3 separate regions of the Mus musculus genome follow, and all the other regions are linked to region 1. The links are chromatin contacts, called in public Hi-C and Micro-C maps. All regions are on one chromosome and are shown on one strand. The core of a region is the stretch at or near the end of the contact, and the rest is flanking DNA. Distances in the headings are between cores, read along the strand shown. Region 1 holds the start of Ppp1r12a (protein phosphatase 1, regulatory subunit 12A). Region 2 overlaps Otogl (otogelin-like). Region 3 overlaps Syt1 (synaptotagmin I).

What was found. Hi-C and Micro-C count contacts between places; a contact is called where the count stands out from the background.
Region 2: a contact with region 1 is called in a Micro-C map of the HL-1 cell line, with 4 times the contacts expected there. The contact joins the enhancer-like site here to the promoter of Ppp1r12a in region 1. A contact is called at or near these places in 3 of 39 promoter capture datasets (the C10 cell line, the HPC-7 cell line and pre-B cells), 1 of 15 datasets of contacts at CTCF or cohesin (the NIH/3T3 cell line), 2 of 484 Hi-C or Micro-C datasets (the HL-1 cell line and uterus), 5 of 115 datasets of contacts at active chromatin or transcription factors (bone marrow-derived macrophages, craniofacial prominence, embryonic stem cells and 2 more) and 1 of 9 other capture datasets (pancreatic islet).
Region 3: a Hi-C map of Sertoli cells shows a contact between it and region 1, with 6 times the contacts expected there. The contact joins the enhancer-like site here to the promoter of Ppp1r12a in region 1. A contact is called at or near these places in 5 of 484 Hi-C or Micro-C datasets (the HL-1 cell line, Sertoli cells, embryonic stem cells and 1 more) and 7 of 115 datasets of contacts at active chromatin or transcription factors (embryonic stem cells, epiblast stem cells, extraembryonic endoderm stem cells and 2 more).

Annotation. Positions count from the first base shown.
Region 1 is chr10:108,160,633-108,164,281 of GRCm38.p6, reverse strand. Ppp1r12a (protein phosphatase 1, regulatory subunit 12A) reads right to left here and starts at 2,184. Exons shown (of 25, transcript NM_001368736.1): 1 at 1,646-2,184. The coding sequence starts at 1,882.
Region 2 is chr10:107,897,891-107,902,119 of GRCm38.p6, reverse strand. Otogl (otogelin-like) reads left to right here. Exons shown (of 58, transcript NM_001177567.2): 5 at 777-875; 6 at 2,506-2,660. Among named protein-coding and RNA genes, the nearest start is that of Otogl, 12 kb to the left of the region's middle. Within about 2 kb of position 2,024, at least 24 of the 459 cell types and tissues checked have an H3K27ac peak or open chromatin away from gene starts, as enhancers often do. A contact at or near this core is called in the HL-1 cell line and uterus, where this site is marked.
Region 3 is chr10:108,536,462-108,540,459 of GRCm38.p6, reverse strand. All of the region lies in intron 9 of Syt1 (synaptotagmin I), which reads left to right. Among named protein-coding and RNA genes, the nearest start is that of Gm36601, 83 kb to the right of the region's middle. Within about 2 kb of position 1,684, at least 65 of the 459 cell types and tissues checked have an H3K27ac peak or open chromatin away from gene starts, as enhancers often do. A contact at or near this core is called in the HL-1 cell line, Sertoli cells, extraembryonic endoderm stem cells and 3 more, where this site is marked.

The sequences.
Region 1 (3,649 bases), core at 935-3,434:
TTAATGCTGAAGGTGATTTCCTTCTCAAAACCATGTTTCCAGATCTAGATTTATAATGTGCCTTAAGCTGTAAGCAAATGAACTTTGCATTACATTAGAGAACCACCCTATATTTTCCTTTGGTGCCATTCTAAATTCCAGATCTGTCCTGCAGATTGTCAGGCACTTCAGCCCTTCCAGTCAGCTTTGTAAACAAAGGCTACGCCAAGCTTGATATGTGAATTTGATTAAATAAAACTTTAAATGGTCATCACTTATTAAAGCAGGAAACAATAAAAGGAAAATGCCTCCATACCATGTCTTTTTAAAAGGTATAAAGTTAACAGGCACAAAATAATAAAGTTTAGGTACAAAGTGCGGAGCCTTAGGTTTCAACCTCTGTTTTTAACCACACTATTATTCAAAATAGAGCTATGCTCTCCCACACAACCAAGAGGAGTCTGAGGGGAGCGGGAAAATTCTTTTTCACTGTAAATTTCCTAGTAATTCCAAGTTTCTTAATATGAAAATAGAAAGAATCTGTCGTGGCATCTATTACCAGCACTTTAAACTTGCTTTTCAAGCAGAACTCTAAGGGTTCTGTTGCTTTTGGCTTGTTAAAGGCAAAGCAACATTATCTCTGGATTGCCAATAGTTTCTCCTTATTTGGCTAACATTGAGAGATCCCAATCGGACTACTATAAAACTTTAACATGCACAAAGCATCCATTTTGAGAAAAGGTTGTGATTAGCTTTGGTTTTTTTTTTTTCTCTCCCCCTCCCCACCACCACCACCAAAAAATAAAAAAATAATAATAATAAAGTTTGGCAACTGTCTTTGAGGAGTACACAGTGTTTATTCCCATCTTCCCTAGCCCCGGTGTGCACTCCAGGAGCCAGGACTCAGGGATCTGTGACTGCGACCAACTTCGAGTACAGGAACCCATAGACTCCAGTTACGAGGTGGGCAAGCCCACTCGGGAAGACTTCCCTTATCAGATTCACTACCAATCCCCTCTCTTTCAGCCACTCCGGATTAGCTAATTACACCCCGTTTCCCCCTCCCCAGTGACCAAGAGTAATAAAGGAGAAAACAGGAAATCGTTCGCTCGGGGCACCCGGCTTTAAGGGTTCGGGCTTTAAGGGTTCGGGATCACTAATATCATCATCCTCATTTGTAATCAAGTCCTAAAAATGTACACCAACACCAATGCCCACCTCCAGGCCAGTGGGCTCCATCTGCCCCAAGAGTCCCTGTTAGTGGATTTTTTTTTTTCAACAACCCTCCCCGCCCCACGGTCTATCACTGACACCGGGCCTCGGCACAACCCATTACTCTCCGGCTCGGCTTGACCCAGACTACCAGACCCAGACACATGTCCACAAATGGCCCTGGAGGCCCCCAAGAGGACCACAGTCCATTCTGCCCCGCGCCCAGGAACATCGGCCGGGTCCCCCCCCAAACTGCACAGGCTGCGGGCGAGCGGCTCTGGAGGGGGGCCCGGAGCCCCGCGCCCCAGCCAGCCTCCCGCGACGGAGCCGCCCCCTCACCCGCAAGCAGGGAGTCTCCCGCCACCCCCCGGCCTCAGCCCCGGCCCCGGGCGCGAGCACCACAGCGGGCCCCGGGGTTCCGGGGTCCGGATGAGGGGACGCCGGGCACACAGACCTGGTGCAGGGCGGTGAGTCCGTCCACATTGGCGTAATTGATGTCGGCGCCGCGGTGCAGCAGCTTGAGGACCTCGTCCGTGTCGCCGCTGGAGCAGGCGGCGAGGAAGACGGCGCCATCGTCGAACTTCACCTTGGTCTTCTGGCGCTTCACCACGGGCGGCTCGAGGTCCGTCTCGGAGCCGATCCAGCGCTTCAGCTGCTCGTTCCGCTTCTGCTTCGCGTCCGCCATCTTCATCCCCTCTCCAGCCGCCGGCTCCTCTTATCGCGAGCTGGGGCGGGGGGGAAGGGGGCGGCGGCGGCGAGGGGACGCCGCCGGGGGGAGTATGCGACCGCGTCGGCGACAGAAAGAGAGAGAGAGAGAGAGAGAGGGGCCGGAGCGGAGCGGAGCCGCGAGCCGGGGAGGAGACGCTCGAGACTTCCAGTATCCCACAGAGCACTGGGGCGAGCCCGGCCGAGCGGGCCTCTCTTCCTACCACAGACGCCCTCCCGCCCCCGGCACGGCCGCCCGCCCGTCAGTCCGTCAGCCGCGGCCCGGCTGAGCGTAACTTCGCGAGATCGCGGCCGGGGAGGCGCCCTGCGGCCCAGTGCGCATGCGCGCTCCCGCCTCGGCCTGGGCCTCGGCTTCGGCCCGGCCCAGGAAGAGCTCGGGGGCCGAGCGCTGGCGGGGGCGCTACCGGAGGGAAGCGGGTGTGGCTCTGGCAGCCGGGGGCTGGGCCGCTCCTGGAAGGGAGGAGGCCGGGAAGGAAGGTTGTCTCGTCCGGCGGGACCGAGAGCTCTAGAGGCAGCCGGGTCGGGCGGCGAGGCGGGACCGGGCTGACCTGCCTGCCTCCTCCCGGGCTCGGCGGGCCGCGCGAGGCGTCTGCCCGGGGCGGAGGGTTTTCCTATTGGCTGCGTGATTTGAATGGAGAGGACACGGGTCGTGCATTAGGTGCTTGTGGGGGTTGCTCTTCCCGAGGAACTCGGGGGGAAACCCGGGCGATCCTGATGAGAGCGTTTTAAAAGTGGGGTCGGAGTCGTCTCCACGGCCCCGGTGGCATTGACCGAGGTGATCGCCTACTGGCAGGGGATGGTGACCTGCGGTTAATTGCAGTGGCTTCCTGCAAACACCCACTGCAGAAATGTCTTTCCTCTTAGGCTTGCTCAGTATTGTTGTTTTGTTTTTCCCCCGTCTTTAAGCCTGTTTTGATTTCTTCTTCCTCCATCGCTTTTCGGCCTGGGTGGCACTGCCCATGAGGGCTAGTTCAGCCTTGTTAACTGCTCCTGACCTTTTAAGGGATTTACGGTTTCAGCTCCATTGCTTTCTATGGAGTAAAGACCCGGCTGCGTCTAGAATTCAAAAGGAATGTGGACGAAGGCAGTTACTTCGACTGATATTTATCCAGTACATGTCTAAAAAGTCGTGACTTCCTAGGCTCTGAAAATACAGTAAATACGATTTATTTGAGCCCATTTCTTAAATTCTTGTGTTGCAAAGAACATCATAAGGAGATTTTAGCTTTGCCTTTTCTAAACACTCTCCCGTCCCATACACTTTAGATCTATAATGTCATAAAACCCTACCACTGGTCCTTTTTGGGAATCCTGTAGACTGTGAACCCCCCCACCCCCAAAGAAAATAGTTGCCTTGCCCCTAACCGCCTCCCAGTGCTGGGAATACAGCAGTGAAAAGTTATTTTCTTACTCTTCAGCATGTTGCCTTTCTGGTAGATTAGAATAACTGAGTAAAATATGCTGGGGGAACCACCTTATAGAACTGAATATTCTGAATTTCAATGTTAGGAATAGTAATAAAATCCAAGCTAAGATAAAACTACTTCCTTGAAACACAAAACGAGTGTGCCACACATGAAATACATCTATATCTTCATAAAATGTATTGAGGATCATACCACTAGACCTCTGCACAACAATGAGAACAGTGGTGTTTGGTACTGAATCATCATCATCATCTTCTTCTTCTTCTTCTTCTTCTTCTTCTTCTTCTTCTTCTTCTTCTTCTTCT
Region 2 (4,229 bases), core at 775-3,274, 260 kb after region 1:
TCTTCTTAACAGAGGAAACCTTTCCCTAGCATTCCTTTGCCTTCTCAAACTCACTCAGGAGATGCCTTTGAGATTAAAGAAAACGTGTAGCAATTTGTTTCTTCTTTTTAACGTATTTATTTGAGGCAAGTTTTCTTTCCACGAAAAAGGTATTTGGGGGTGGGGGTGGGGGTGGGGGTAGGGCGGAGGCGTGATTTTTGCTTCTGCCTTATCTTTGTTAAGCACCGATTTCCAAAGACGGGGTCATTTATAGCCTAGCCTCAGTATTAATGGGCAATCTTCAACCGAAATGTGTCACCCATCTCATCGAAGGTGGGAGTTTCCCTTTGAATTTTATGGTTTGCTTGAGCCCTCCCTGAAGTGAGCCAGATCTGAGTTATTCTTCAGTACAGCGCTTGCTCCCGGAGAAAGGGCTGGTGGGAAGTGTTCCAGGCTCGGGTGCAGGGAATCATGTACAGCTTGGGCATTTCTGCTTCTCGTCATCTTGGACAGGGATTCCTTACATGGGAACTTGACCTTTCAATTGCTCGAAGGAGGCTAACCTTTTCTCTCAAAGTACTTTGCGATGTGAAAGCCTGTCTTTCTTGCTTCAGAGCACACATAATGAAATGAATAGATAGAGATTTGATGGCTTAATTCTTTAGCACCACAAGGCAAGAGGCCCAGGTTCTGTTTAAGTTAACAGTATTAGAGTTAGTCCAAGCTAGATCGTGACACATTGTGTTTTTGTGAGCTGATCCATGCCAGAAGATAAATTATTTTGCCCTACCCCTCAGGTTCATGTCCTCATGAATGCCTTAACGGGGCTTTCTGTTCTAAGACGGGTACGTGTGACTGTCAAATATTCCAGGCTCTCGGGACAAGGTGCCAGATTGGTAAGTTTCAGGGATATTTATGAGAGAATTATGGGATATGAACGAGAACATTAAGTCGTGATTTGGTTGGAAGTGTTCATCCCCTGGGATTTGGGACATTAGCTAGAGAGTTCAAAATTTATTTTCATCCATTTGAAGTGATGTAGAAACACTGTAAAAGAAAATAGAAGTGTGTACTTCCCCTTCCCAACGATCTCTATTTTTTCAAGTACTTTTTTCCCCCTTTATTTTCTGGCATTAGCTTAGTAGAACCGTCTTTCGTTTATGTCTCTCTTTTACTTAGTATATCTTCATAGAAGCATTTCTTCTTTGTGTTCCATTAGTTGGACATTGAATATGTAGATTAGAAATAGTACTGAGAACTCTTTAGGTACTGGGGATAAGTTTCCATTTTTAAGTTTTTCTATCCACAGTGTCTAAGGTAGGGTCTTAGGTTAATAATTATCAATGGATAATAATCAGTATTTTTCCATTTGCAAGACAACATGTGAGGCCCAAGTCAGGGTGCGTTTCTGAATGATATGACATGCTTCAGCACCCAGTGATGCATAATGGATGAGCAATACTCACACTTAAGTGTTCTAAAGAAAAGTGCAGGATGTAAGACCCGCTGTTGGGGAAGGCCATTCTGTTTCTTTTCCTGAGCGGACCAACGTTGGCCTGAGCTGACAAATATAGATAATTGTTTCAAAATGAGAGGAAACTAAGACACCTCCTTATCTTTTGGTTTTCCCTGGACTATATCAAAACCCACCTAGTGACAATTCAGCAAATATTCCTGTCTTGTACATTATTATAAAGTGAAGCATTTAAAATATAAAAAATGGTGTGCAGGTGGTGGTGGTGGTGGTGGTGGTGGTGAGATGACTCAGCAGGGAGAAGCCCTAGTTGCCAAGATCAGAATTCTTTCCCCAGAACCCTCTTAGGCAGAAGGAGCAACTCCCAAAATTGTCCTTAGACACTTTCTTGCTCAAACACAATGGGACCCACTCCCACCACCCCCACCACAATAATGAATATTATTATCCACCACACACACACAAGTGGAACAGAGTGGGAGGTTTTATAGAGGAGAGGCATGGTCGTAATAGATGAAGCCCTTTGATTTAAGATAAATAATCGTCTGCAATGTCACCAGTCTGAGGTCATCATTTTGAGATTCCCGGAAACCGAATGACTAATGCTTTCAGCTCCATTTTCAGGCACGCATACCCGTCTATTTATTTATTCATTAATTTTTTTTTTGGTCATCATTTATTTTTCTCTTTGGATACTATAAGGAGATTAAAAAAAAGAATAATTATGGAGACTGGAGCATTCTCCCTGCTGCCTGTGCTGTTGTAGAACATTCCAGGGTGATCTATCTTTCTTTACTGAGTCATTCATCTGCTGGGTCGACATTACTGTCTTTTTTCTTACTCTTCCTTTCTTCCGGATCTGTCTCTTGGAAACAACAGTTAGAGGAGTTTCTAACATAAGTCCTTTTTTCATTAAAACTAGAGACTTGGTGGGTTTTTTTTTTAAGTAACTGGATATTATTTCAGTGAAAATCACAATTATCATGACTGAATATTTTGAGATCGATGGGATTTATTTTCCACTAGTAAATATTCTTTTTATTTCTTTTCAGTGCCAAACATGGGAAGTGGCAGAGATGGGATTTGCAAAACCTGGGGACAGTATCACTTTGAAACATTTGATGGAATCTACTATTATTTCCCAGGAAGTTGTTCTTATATATTTGCAAAGGACTGTGGTAATTTGGAGCCTCAGTACACAGTATGGGTAGGTAGTACTTGAATTTAATCAATTAAAAACATTACTCCTGGAAAACAATGTATTTAAGAATAATGGTCAAATATACAAATATACAGTAGACAAAAATAGAAATAGAAGATAATTATAGAACACCTAGGGCTCTACTCTTAAATGGAGTGGTCCAAATCTGTGGCCATATTGAGTGTCATCCCACTGAGATGATAACTGGCATCTTAGGCACAGGGATTGAATCCATGAGAGAAAGTCTTACAGGCTGTGGAGAAATATCATGTGTTTACTATTATAGTGACTCATCAATATCCCTAATATTTGGGTTTTATTTGATAATTTGGAAGAGGGTAGAGTCATTATTCATATTTTCTTCCTCCTTGCTATTTTGACTGAGATGCCCTCTTGCTTTAACTTTTCCAAAGTGCTACCCTTGGGCTAGGGAATATAGCTGAATGGTAGAGCAAATTTTTAGCACACACAAGGCCCTATTTTGAATCCTTGGCTCCAAAAATAGATAGGTAAATAAAAATACGAAACAAAACAAAAGGAATGGTTTGTGTGTTGAGGAAACTGATGTTTATGAAAGGGACCCCAAGAATTATGTAATTACCAGGTAAATCCATGCTACATGATTAAGCTCATTCAACCAGCTCTTAGTTTCAAAATTCCCAAGTCCAGTGAATTCCTAGGAAATCTCTCAAACTCCAGCTAGAGTTGTTTTCCTGCACTCTTTCTACCCCTGTAGGACTCTTCTTGACAGAGCACCTCTTTCATAGAGCCTCCCCTTCTGAACCCTTGCTTCTGATGCCCCTAATCAGACTAGCTGCTTCACAGATCTCCTGTCCACAGCTTGGGGTTTCTTCTCACCCACTTCTGGAAACAACCCTCTTTTACTTTCTGTATTGGTTTTTCCTGTTGCCTGGATTCAAGGGAAGGTCTGATGGCCAGGGAATTTTGTCTACTTGTAGGATTTGCTTTGAAAAACCTCCCGAGTCCTCTGAGCTCATGGTCTGTGTTGGTGGAGGTGCCTGGTCCTGCGTTTGAAGTCTGAAAGATTTTTAACTCCGTGTCTAAAATGGGGAAGAGATGCTTGCATGCAAACTATGCATGGGAGGACAAGTTTGAATTAACTTGAAGAGCATTTCTAGAAAATTTGACTTCTCTGCCAATTTCTGAGTACTTTTTATTCAATCTTTTCCTTGCTTCCTAAAAAAATAGTAATCTTTTCTTTATCCCCAGTAGGCTGAGGTATGATGGTTGCATGAGGCTCCTGTATTTTGTCCTTCTCTCCACAAGGGGCACATTCATGATTCACACCCTTCACTTTTGGAACATGATTTCTTCCTTTATCTCTTCTATTCATTTTTTCGGAGTTCTGCTGTTCATGCCTCTGAGTTTCTGAACTGAAGGATCCTTACTGATTCTTTTCCAGTTTTGCATCATTTTGGTTTTTTGTTCTATTACCATGGAAGCTTTCTTTCAAGCTCATATATCTTTCCATCTTCTGATTATTTCTTCTATCATGTTGTCAATGTTTAGCTGTTTTCACTTAAAAAATTTCTTAGATAGTATTTAATGATCTTT
Region 3 (3,998 bases), core at 435-2,934, 380 kb before region 1:
GACACAAGCTCTGGGGTTACTGGTTAGTTCATATTGTTGTTCCTCCTATAGGATTGCAGACCCCTCCAGCTCCTTGGGTACTTTCTCTAGCTCCTTCATTGGGTACCCTGTGTTCCATCCAATAGATGACTGTGAGCATCCACTTCTGTATTTGCCAGGCACTGGCATAGCCTCACAGGAGACAGCTATATCAGGCTCCTGTCAGCAGGCTCTTGTTGGCATATGCAATAGTGTCTGGGCTTAGTGGTTGTTTATGGGATGGATCCCCAAGTGGGGCAGTCTCTGGCTGGTCCTTCCTTCAGACTCAACTCCGAACTTTGTAACTCTTTCCATGGGTATTTTGTTCCCCCTTCTAAGAAGAATCGAAGTATCCACACTTTGGTCTTCCTTCTTGAGTTTCATGTGTTTTGCAAACTGGACATAGTACTACCTGAGGACCCAGCAATACCACTCCTGGGCATACACCCAGAAGATGCTCCAACATGTAATAAGGACATGTGCTCCTCTATGTTCATAGCAGCCTTATTTATAATAGCCAGAAGCTGGAGAGAACCCAGATGTCCCTCAACAGAGGAATGGATACAGAAAATGTGGTACATTTACACAATGGAGTACTACTCAGCTATTCAAAACAATGAATTTATGAAATTCTTAGGAAAATGGATGGATTGGAGGATATCCTGAGTGAGGTAACCCAATCACAAAAGAACGCACATGATATGCACTCACTGATAAGTGGATATTAGCCCAGAAACTTAGAATGCCCTGTGCATTCTTGAAGCATCCAAAGGCACTGTCCATGCTTGGCCGATTTGGCAGCAGCTGAAATGAGATGGAACTTGCATCTAAAGGGTTTTCCTAGGACCAACGTGATAATATGAGAACCCATTCTGGTGCTGTGGTCACGCACAGTCTTTCTCATGCCCTGTCCCCATGATGGAAGAAACAGACATGTTGAAAAGACTCAGTGTCCGGGTAAATCTCACCAAGTTTGGTTTCATCGTTTTCATGAGTTTGCATTGGCTTCAGAGTCAGAATCATACTTAAAACTCCAGTTCTCCCTGCCCTCCTCTAGAAGATGCCTGCCTACCACGAACTCGACAGTGAGGGGACTCTAAAGATGGGTAAAGAAGAATGCATACTAGCCTGTTAAAGTGCTGGAGAGTGGCCTGCACATGTAGGTGCATGTAGGCATGTGTAGGTGCATGTAGAACACTTTTATCTTTGTGACTCTGCCATGTATTATGGTACAGAGGTATATGTGCATGGCTGTGGAAGTCAGAAACACCTAGAACACTGTGGGTCACGACCCCTTTGGAGAAGCCAAACACTTTTTGTGATGGTTGCCTTAGATAGCCAGAAAACACAGATATTAACATCACAGTTCATAACAGTAGCAAAACTGCAGTTACGAAGCAGCCACAAACATGCTTCTATGGTTGGGGGTCACCATGTAAGGAACATAAGGAACTGTATTAAAGGGCTGCAGCGTTAAGAAGGTTGAGAACCGCTGACCTTGAGGGATGAGTTGCTGGCCCTGAGACTTAGTGTCCCCAGCTGCTGAAAAAAGGATGATAATACCTTCTTCATAGGGAACAACGGGTGACTGTTAGCTGAACTGACCTGCAGTGGGGCTTTCCACAGGCCCTGACAAGCAGTCAGGTGATTTGTATTCTTCTGTAACTTGGCCATGACTCACTGTTTTCTCTGGATTTATCTCTGGAATTCCCCTTGAGGTGATTCGGACTTGTGGCTCACTACTTTCCGTGTACTTCCCCCACTAATAGAGAAACAAAGTTAAATTTAACATCAGGAGTTATCTTAAGAGGAAAATACATTCATTTAAAAAAAAAAAAAAGGACAACTCTGATGGTTTTGAGGAAAAAAAATCACCAAACACAGAGGGGGTTCAATGGAAGAGATGGGACACAACGCCCCCCTTCCCCACTGTGGCTCTTCAGCACCAAGTGGCAGTCTCACTACGCTGTGTCCCACTTCCAGACCAGTCCAGAGGCCTGAGAAGCTGGAAAGAGACAGGAAACTTGAGTTTTACGCTACTGACCCTCATTTGACATAGCAAGATGGCTCCCCACCCACACTCTCAGAATTGGAAACGTGAGCCTGAGGAGAGTCTATCGTCTTTGCAGAACACTGCCATCGAGACAGTAGACCTCACGTCTGGTAGCTTCTCTCTATCGACAGCACAGTTGTTTTATTTATTTATTTATTTATTTATATTCAAAGTAGATGCAAGCTCCTCCAGTGCCTCTCCCTAATGTGAGAAGACCTGATTGTCTACGATTCTTACACTCAGAGCAGAAGTGCTTGCTCTCTGTTTAGCAGTCTCCAAGTGGATGCGTGGACACATGTTATGTTCTTCTTTTCCTCCCCCAGCCACATAACTACGTGATCGTGACCTCCTCCTACTGGCCCCTTCCCCTACAAACAATGGTATCTGAGCCTCGGTCCAGTTCACACTGCCTTCGAATAGTCGTTGATTCCAGAAACTCTTAAGACATGGGAATATTCTCCTGGCTGACATCCTTTGAGCCTGGCCTAGGATACTTGAGTTCAAAGCATAGGTACAGAAAGACAGTTCAAGATGAGCCATTTTCAACAGGAGGTGGCAGTAGCAGCCAGGGATTGAGCACCCTTCCTGAGCCCTGCTCACGGGAGCCATCCAGCCATCCTGACCTGCAGTTTGGCATTCTAAAGCCAAAAGGCAGAACAAGCCTGAGGTCCCCCGCCCTCCATGAGCCCCGCAACTATTCCAAACCCCGAAATTGCACGAACACGAAAGCCAAACAAGCAAAGGAATGAGCTGTGAGGCTGTTCCTAAGTCTTACTGCAGAGGACAGAAGGAGCCCTCTCGTACATCAACTGATATGGCTTCAGAAGGGTCTTGAGGAAGGTTATGAGGAGGGTCAGCAGTACAGGCTGACTGGGAAAACAAGAACTCCAGAGCCAATCCACACCCTCGATGAGACTTAACAAGGAGACTCAGCCAAACCCTCTGACAGATTAGGGAATACGGAATCTTCTTCAGAAATTCTACGAAGGGTCCAAAAAAGATAATGGCCAGAAAAACTTGGTTTGTAAATTATGATATATAAACATACAAAGATATTTGATTTTGGCTCACTTGTTGAATTTGACCCTACAGCTCCAAATTTAGCAGACAGACTGACTGACACAAGACACAGAGACACATACACACTTTCTTTCCTTCTCTCTTTCTTGCTTTTTTTTTTTTTTTTTTTTGTCCCTGTTACAAGGCCAGAAGCAGTTGGAGTGTGGACCTATTATTTCTCTGATAATTATAATTTCCCAGAGAGTTAAGGCACACAAATTACTTTGTAATAGCTTTAAATTCTTTGCTTTGTCCTCGGTCTACAATTATGCACTCGCCCGTGCTCCCGTCATTGGTTGTCCTGATTTATGAAACCTCTGTTCTCTGATCTCAGTTTTTACCTCTGCCTCCTTTAAAATGTACAGAACGTGGCCGCAAGGTCACATTTCTCATCATCACAGAGTCCCGCTCTCAGGTGTAGTCATTACCGTCTTAATAAGGTGGGCAGTTAGGCCCTCAGTAGTCTATCTCATCCGCTAGATAATTGCTCGGCCTTCGCTGTAAAACCCCCATTTTGTGCCTCGCTCTGAGTCCAGAGTTGCCATGTTCAAACATCTATTGATTTGGTGCGTGTATTAATTAAAAACTTATTTCTCGCCAGGGATGTGATAGATGAACTGCCATGCATGAGAAAGGAACATGTAATTAATCTTACCCAGTTTCACTTGTTGCAGAAACAATGTCACCAGAAAGTTTCCTGGTAACTGCCGGGCTGTTAGCACAACCTTTTCAAAATCCAGGAACCAAACAGAGCTCAGCAGTAGACCTCTTGCTGAAGAGGTGTGAGGCCCTGGGTTCAATGCCTAGCACTGGAGGAAAAAAAAATCCTGAAATGAATGTATTCATTGTAGAATCAATTATTCATTGC